Linked DNA regions of Mus musculus: region 1 is linked to region 2. Evidence: chromatin contacts called from public Hi-C data. All regions are on one chromosome and are shown on one strand. Each heading gives the region's core, a stretch centred on a gene start, on an enhancer-like site or on the middle of the called end of the contact. The rest is flanking DNA. Distances are from core to core; before and after follow the strand shown.

Region 1 (4,030 bases), core at 734-3,233, 150 kb before region 2:
AACTGATCTGCTCTGGCAGTAATTTCCAGCTTCTCCCTGCACCAACACCCCTTCCCCGCCTGCTTTAATAATGGAAAAAAATACAGCCCAAGACCCTGACCGTCCAAAAGCAACTGCTGGAAACCCTGCCTGTTGATCACTTATTAGAACTTGTTTACTGCTTAGTGTCTTGCGAGGTATGTGTTTGTTAGGAAAATTAAGTGCCTCCCTGTAGCAATGTTAATTAGACTAGGCTTGTTCAACTCCAGGGAGGGGTGTTTTTGGGTCATTCCATCCCTTCAAAGTCTGCTATGCCTTTTGACTTAGTTGCTTAAAAAAAAGGAAAGAAAGAAAGAGAGAGAGAGAGAGAGAGAGAGAGAGAGAGAGAGAGGAAGGAAGGAAGGAAGGAAGGAAGGAAGGAAGGAAGGAAGGAAGGAAGGAAGGAAGGAAGGAAGGAAAAAGAGAAACAGAAAAAGCCCTCGATGTAATTGTGTGAGTTGGGAACCCAGATCCCTGCCCTGAGCTTGTAGATGCTCAAAGGAGCCAGAAGGGGAATGAAACCGAGATAACATTTCAATGTTGCAGCGGGGTTCAAGGCGGGAACACGTTAGAACACAGTCTGGGATGCTGTTTCAGTAGCTCCGTCATCATGCGTGTTTCCACCATCTCCAGCATCATAAGGGGGTAGAGCTGAGTGTGGTTGCGATTTTCCTCTGTGAAACACAAGTTCCCAGTGAAAGTGAGTGGCCCCTATGACATGCTAGTGACTCTTCATTGTCAACTCAGCTGGATTTAGTATCACCATGGAAACACACCTCTGGATGTGTCAGTGAGAGTTTTTTCCAGGAAACTTTAACACAGTAGGGACGCCCCACCCTGAGTGTGAATGGCACTATCCATGGGGCCTCTGACCAAACAAAAGGGAGAAATGAGAACCAGCAACATCCATCTCTCTCTCTCTGTTTCTTGATTGTGGACACAGTGCCACCGGCTACCACAAGATCCTGCCACCATGCCTTCTCCTCCGTGACTGAGTGTGACCTTACACTGTTGAGACAGAGTAAACCTTCCTTACTCATGTCACTTTTGTCAGGCACTTTGTCATAGCAACACAATGGAAACTTACACAACTGACTTCTCCATTTACCCCAGCTGCCTGATGGGACACCTTTCCTCTTCACTTGCAATCTTCCTTCCTACCCAAACAGTTCTCCATCACGACCCCCATTAACACACCTCTGTCCTGGTCCAGAACCATTACACAGGTCTCAGTGGTGGGTCTGGAGGAAGGTCTTTATACTTACGATACGGAACTACAGAAGTTCAACACTTCTTCAGTAGTTGAATCAGAATCCCTTGGGGGTCAGCCATGGTATTAGGCTCTAGATCCTCACATGACGTGAGTTTGTGGGCTGTACCCATGGGTTTGGTGATAAGGGTGAAGTGAAGGCCTCACTTAGTCTGTGGGCCTCAACTGTGTGCGGACTCCTATCTGGTTTTGTCAAAGAAGCCATTGTTCGAGTTTGATAACACTTGTGTCACCAGTAATGTGGATTTTAATTGGTAAGAGCATGATGGTACTATTTCCTGGTCATCCTCACTGCGAAATCCTGTAGGGAGGTGAAATGTTCATAGTTATGGCACAGGTATCTCTGGGTTCCCAGTCATAATGCCTTCAAAACATTACCAAAATGTTTCTCCAGGGATAGAAGTTCTTTGATTGACTCAAATAAAACAGCCTGCACTTGACATCATAAAAAGAAGTGTTTCTTCATGAAATATGAACTTCAACCAAACTGTGTGTTGCATCTCAGCCAGAGCCTATGTCCTCCACTGAAGAAGTTATTAGAGAAAAAGGCCAACCTTCCATTTGGACGGTCACCAATCAGATTAGCAATTCCTCTTAGAAGGAAAAACAGCAGAGGCAGTTATGTGCGGAGACTTTGACTGAACTCGGGCCTAGGATGTGACAGGTCCTGTCAGTTGTCACTTCACTGGGTCAAGGCCTGATCAGAACCTGTGCTCTGTCTAATCCAGGGCTTCAGGTTGGTATTTCTTCCCTGAATGACCTCTCTGTAGTTTGTGGTTTTGCTCAGTGAAGGTTTTTCCAGAAGCCAATGTGAGAAGCATGGGTTCTAAGAGCTTCTTTGATGAGAACCTTAAAATGATCTGGCATCCAAAATGTTTGGAAAACTTATCAGACTTTAATCCCTACTTGGGGATTCATAACAAACACAGAAGGCCTTCTTAAGCTCGGGTCATGTGGAGTTTCTCAAACACATGTGACTCCAGAATGTCTTTTTTCTTGCCAGCTACACGGAGAGAGACGTGTTCTGGAAAACACTGACACAACAGCAAACATTGGATCTAAGAGGCTGTGTCTGTGTCTCCACTCACTTTCTGATTGATCCTATCAGGAAGATATCAATGAGTCTCCATTATCTACATATAGAATGACTCTACACTACACTGGTCCGATCTGTCTGTCATGCAGTGAGAAATAAATGCCAATGCCAACAGCTCTAAGATAATGACAGGGGCCAGTGAGAGGGCACAGCACATAAACTCTTGCCACACAATCCTGATGACTTGAGCTTGACCCCTGGGACCTAAAGGACACTGACTCTTTAGAGCTGTCCTCTGCCATCCACACATGTGTGTCTATTCTCCAATCACACATCATACACACTATAATAATTAGTAATAATAAGCAAAGTAATGGGCTATTAAAATATTAATTTATATATGTATATGCCATAGATACAAAGAGCCAGCTTACTACAGCCTTTTCAGTAAAGCTGGTCCATGGCTTTGTTTTATAAATAAAGTTTTATTAGAACACAGCCATGCTCGTTTATTTACACATCATCTATGCCTAAGGATGGGCTGCAGTGGCAGAGCTGAACAATTGAAGCAGATGAACAATTCCTCCCAGGAAAGTGAAAGGCAAAGGCAGTTGCAACTGGCAAGGAACAAAATGTGCTTTTTCCTGTGTGGTTTGTAGAGACCCCCCAAAGTGTTTGCTGTTTGGCTGTTCACTGGAAAACAGAAAGAAAAACAAAAATGTGCTGACCCCTGACTTGTAATAAAGGATAATATATAGTCAAGGACGTGTTGTATCTATGGGAAGCGGAGTGACAGCGATGACTCTGTCATGTGGTACACATGGATAAAGCCCTGGCCTGATCCTTGGCTGGGGATAACTCCATCCTGCTCACCCAGGAGAGCACCAGCAAAACGGTGAAGGTGCTGCACAAACCTTCTCCTGATGATAACTTGCAACAAACCTTCTCCCGATGGTAACTTGGACGATTAACATGCCTGGGTACATGTCACAAAATCTGGAAAAGTTCCCAGTCCACCATAATTAAAAGGAGAAGTCAAAGAACATGCAACTCCAGGCGTTTAGAAGAAGCTTTGTGGCAGTTTAATGTAAACCCACCATTTGTGAGTTACCGCTGAAAGGGTGGTGTCTGTGTGAGGTTCTTGAAAACGTTAGGAAACAGGTGAGGTAGCTCAACGGGAAGAGGTGATTGCCACCAAGCCTAATGACCTGAGTTCAATTCCCAGGACCTCCAAGAGTTATCCTTTGACTCCCACCCGAGAAAGAGAGAGAGAGAGAGAGACAGAGAGACAGAGAGACAGAGATAGAGAGAGACAGACAGAGAGAGAGACAGAGAGACAGAGAGAGAGAGAGAGAACACGCTAGGGACTAGAAACAAATAGTCATATACCAGATCAATTGTTGAAAGATGAACAAATATGGAAAATCACAGTGACATTTCCAAACATTTCACCCTTAGGTGTTCTACTAAGGGATCATGATAGTTAAAATACCCAGAGAATCTGCATCCCAACATTCATTTTACTAATTTTCTAGAGCTTAGTAGCATAAACTCAACCCGCTTGCTTCATGCTCACAGCCTAAGAATACAAACAGCAAGAACCAGAAGGCATCCACCCCGGAGAGAAGAATGCTCTCACTGAGACTACGAGGGGGCCTGAAGGCTGTAGCTGGATTAATGTGTATTGCTACGGTGCCTATTCCTGG
Region 2 (4,033 bases), core at 1,261-3,760:
GCAGACAGCACTGAATTTTATGTGTGGTTGTTACTGCATTTTTCACCTGTGGGGAAACTGATCTGATACAACAATAGATTTTGAGTTACAACCTGCAGAGTGTTACAGAAACAAAAGCAAAAAACCAGATAACTTGTCAACGCAAACAGTATCTTTAGAGAAGTTACTGCTTCCTTTCCAGACAGAGCCAGCTGCTGTACTTTAAGACTGTTCCACATTCAATGGAAGGCGCTGCTATGAATCTTGGTAAAATGGATGCTTGTGAGCTTTTAAAAGCATCTGCATGCCCTGAACATCCTGCCCCCTCTCCATTCCCCAGTGATCGTCTCATTAGAGGATTGAGACGAGTGAGTTAATGGAGTCCATGATCCCCATTCTGGTTTTCTTCCACACGGGTCTCCTAAGACTATTAATTTGTGCATTCTATTTCCATAGAGACTTGAACATAAAGAAATGTCAAGTTGTTACCCACATGAATTTTGTCACTTATTAGAGACATCTCGGTGGTCAAGTCCCCCTTCACTTGCAAGGCTGGCACCTGGCGAGTTCTGACTTCTTCTCAGGGGGGGATCCCCAATGGAAACTCAAGGCTTGGGAATTTCTCCTTGCAAATCTCAACCTGATGGAAAAGCTACCTTTAAACCTCAGTTGAGACAAGTTTCATCCTGTCTGGTTATAGATATCAGTTAACAGTCCAATTTGTCTGGACTGTTACAAAAATCACTCATACAATGTCCCAAAATAATTAAAAAGAGAAAAGTGTGTCTCTGTGTGTGTGTGTGTGTGTGTGTGTGTGTGTGTGTGTGTGAGAGAGAGAGAGAGAGAGAGAGAGAGAGAGAGAGAGAGAGAGAGACTGTTTCTTAATGGGGGAGGGGGCGAGTCTTCAGTCTTTTACAGAATAAGCTTGAAGCTTGCTGTACTGTATCTATTCTCAGAAGACAACCAGGATGGAAGAACTTAGAACCCATTGACCCCCTTCCTTGCTCTACAGCCCTGCAGGGGTAGCAATTTCAAACCAAGTGTGGATCCTAGAGAACCTACATCAGAACTCAGATTAGGGGCCTGGAGAATGATTCTGTTGACCAGAGACTTGGGGATATCCTTGGGCAAGCACCCTTCTCTCCTCATGCAGGTGGCCAGCCTCTGCCATTTGTTCAACTATGTCCCCCTGAGGTGCCCTCTTTGCGACTCAAGTTGGAAGATGGAGGAAGAATGGCCACTTAGGCAGGGGCCCAAATTAACTTGTTGCCATCTAAAAACAAAAAAAAAAAAACAAAAACAAAAAAAAACAAAAAAAAACCCTCTTCCTTGGTATTTTCTTGACTGAGCAGCATGACACCCCTCTGAGTTCCAGACTCCATCCGGAGTGTGACTTGAAGACTCCTCTCTCTTCAGGAAAGTTCTATTGGGGTGATTGCTGTCTACTGGAGGCAAAGGTGGGAGGTGCCCAAACTAAAGAGATTTTGAAGCCTCTTCATTTGTTCAAGTACTTGCTGTACTGTATCTATTCTCAGAAGACAACCAGGATGGAAGAACTTAGAACCCATTGACCCCCTTCCTTGCTCTACAGCCCTGCAGGGGTAGCAATTTCAAACCAAGTGGGGGTCCTAGAGAACCTACATCAGAACTCAGATTAGGGGCCTGGAGGGGCTCTCCTTGCAAGTAGGAGAGCTTTCTTTCCTCTGCTCTGCCCCTGTTTCCCCATATTTTCTCATTCTTTGTGGTTTGAATGAACTATCAGCATGGGCTTAGGTGTTTCATCATTTGCCCCAGCTGCTGAGACTGTTTGGGGGAGGATATGGAATGTTTGGGAGGTAGGGGTCTGGCTGGAGGAAGTGAGTCACGGTAGGTTTATAGCCAGGCCTGCTTGCTGTCTCCTATCTGTTTTCCCCCTACTCCCCATCCCTCCCCGCTCCCACATTCCTAGCCCCGACTCCCTCCAGCCTGTCACAGTGCCTTCCTCTTTGTGATGGTCTACATCCACGTGTGAACCCAAAATACACCCATCCTCCCTCAAGTTGCTTCATCAGCTATTTGGTCAGAGTACCAAGAAAAGTAGCAGATCTAAAACCTCAGTGCGGGCAGTCTCTGCCAGAGCCGCACTTGCAGCTTCCTACATCTGCACACTTCTTTCCACCGTGCAGGAAAGCACGATAGTTCTCGTCTCTCTTCTAATCATGCTCACTGGCTGACACTCTGGCTTAGGGTCTGTGCCTGACCATGCAGATGCCTGTCCGGACATGTGTCTGACCTCCATGCTGGTTCAACTCAACTGCTGTGGCCTTTTTGGTCCTTTTCCCCTTTCTCCTCCTCTGGGCAGCTACTGAGGTTTACAGCTTGCCTGCCCTGGAATTTTTCTTTTAAACTCTAAAAAAAAAAAAAAAAATTGTCCATGGGCTTCTGATTTTGACCATTTCTAAACTCATTTATTGAAGAGACTAAGCTCCCCAGAAGGGGCCCTGGTGTTTCAGGACTAGCTACATAACAAGCGTCTAGCTGAATGACTTTCTCTCTGTGAAACCTCTCCATACACAGGAAGGCAGCTGCCTGGCTTCTGTTAGGCATTCTCTTCTTTCTTCCTTCGGGCAGCCATACAAGTTACATGTGTCTCAAGTTTTTGGTGTTTTGTTTGTTTGTTAAATTTCGGTTAAGAAGAAATGAGAGGGAAATGGTCTCAGTGCACTTGGTGGTGGATCTTGTGTCCCCTTCTGGACCTCATGTGGGCCTCCTCCATCTTCTCCTCTCGCTGCAGCCTCATGCCTCTCCTGTGTCTCTCCAGTGTCCAGCATGCTCCTGCCTATAGTCTTTAGACATGTTCTCTGCTGTGTCTGGAAGGCTGTTTTGCATATGCCTGCACGAACCCCGCCCCCCACGCCCCCCTCCCAGCCTTCTTCACATCTTCACTACATTCTGAAGGGAAGCAATCGCTGATTCCCTCCCCCTCCCCCAAATAACATCTCACAGACAGTCTCCCTATACTCTTCCCCTCTTCTCAGCTTTATATTTTAACGTTCATTACCATCTAATGTAGTGTTAGAACAAAGTAAACAGGCAAGCCTGCGGCGGTCTCACATTTTAGTGCAGATTTAGCAAACTGTATCCTAGCTTGGCATGCAGACAAACTAACACCTAACTTAGTATTGGTGTTTTGTTTTTTGTTTTGTGGAGCCTTGTGATTCAGCCAATCATAGACACCATCTGATCATACATAAGCACATTCAGAGAGAGAGAGAGAGAGAGAGAGAGAGAGAGAGAGAGAGAGAGAGAGGGAGAGGGAGAGGGAGAGGGAGAGGGAGAGGGAGAGGGAGAGGGAGAGGAGAGGAGAGGAGAGGAGAGGAGAGGAGAGGAGAGGAGAGGAGAGGAGAGGAGAGGAGAGAAGGAGGGAGGGAGGGGGGAGAGAAAGGGGGCAGAGAAGATAGCCAATCAGGTGGTAGTTTCCCTACTCCAGAGTTGAGCTTCTTCTGGGGGGAGCCCTTTGGCTTTTAGCTCTAGTCACTAGCTCTTCCAATCCTTCTCTGTCCTTATACTCTATTATATATAACTTACGAAAAAGCTTTTCTTCAAGTAGTGTCTTAGGGTTTCTGTTGCTGCAATGAGACACTGGCTGAACATCAAGCTGGGGAGCAAAGAGTTTATTTGGTTTACACGTCCATATTGCTGCTCATCATTGAAGGTAGTCAGGACAGGACCTCAAACAAGGCAGGATCCTGGAGGCAGGAGCTGATGCAGAGGCCATGGCTTCTCGTGGCTTCCACACGGCTTGCTCAGCCTGCTTTCTTAAAGAACCTGAGACCAGCCCAAGGATGGCCCCATCCATAATGGACTGGACCTTTCCCCACCAATCACTAATTAAGAATATGCCCTATAGCTTAGTCTCGTGGAGGCACTGTTCTCAGCTGCGGTTCCTCTCCTTCAGGTGACTCTAACTTGTGTCAAGCTGACACACAAAACCATCCAGTCCAAGCAGCTACGTTGATAGAGTTCCTACCTAGCATAGCCACGGCTCTGGCTTTGATCCCCATCACCACATAAA

What was found. Hi-C and Micro-C count contacts between places; a contact is called where the count stands out from the background.
Region 1: a Hi-C map of uterus shows a contact between it and region 2, with 2.0 times the contacts expected there. The contact joins two enhancer-like sites. A contact is called at or near these places in 5 of 484 Hi-C or Micro-C datasets (the HL-1 cell line, the N1E-115 cell line, Sertoli cells and 2 more) and 1 of 115 datasets of contacts at active chromatin or transcription factors (heart atrium).

Annotation. Positions count from the first base shown.
Region 1 is chr13:29,190,799-29,194,828 of GRCm38.p6, reverse strand. It overlaps a transcript of Cdkal1 not described here. Among named protein-coding and RNA genes, the nearest start is that of A330102I10Rik, 180 kb to the right of the region's middle. Within about 2 kb of position 1,983, at least 3 of the 459 cell types and tissues checked have an H3K27ac peak or open chromatin away from gene starts, as enhancers often do. A contact at or near this core is called in uterus, where this site is marked.
Region 2 is chr13:29,042,673-29,046,705 of GRCm38.p6, reverse strand. No RefSeq gene overlaps it. Among named protein-coding and RNA genes, the nearest start is that of A330102I10Rik, 28 kb to the right of the region's middle. Within about 2 kb of position 2,510, at least 6 of the 459 cell types and tissues checked have an H3K27ac peak or open chromatin away from gene starts, as enhancers often do. A contact at or near this core is called in uterus, where this site is marked.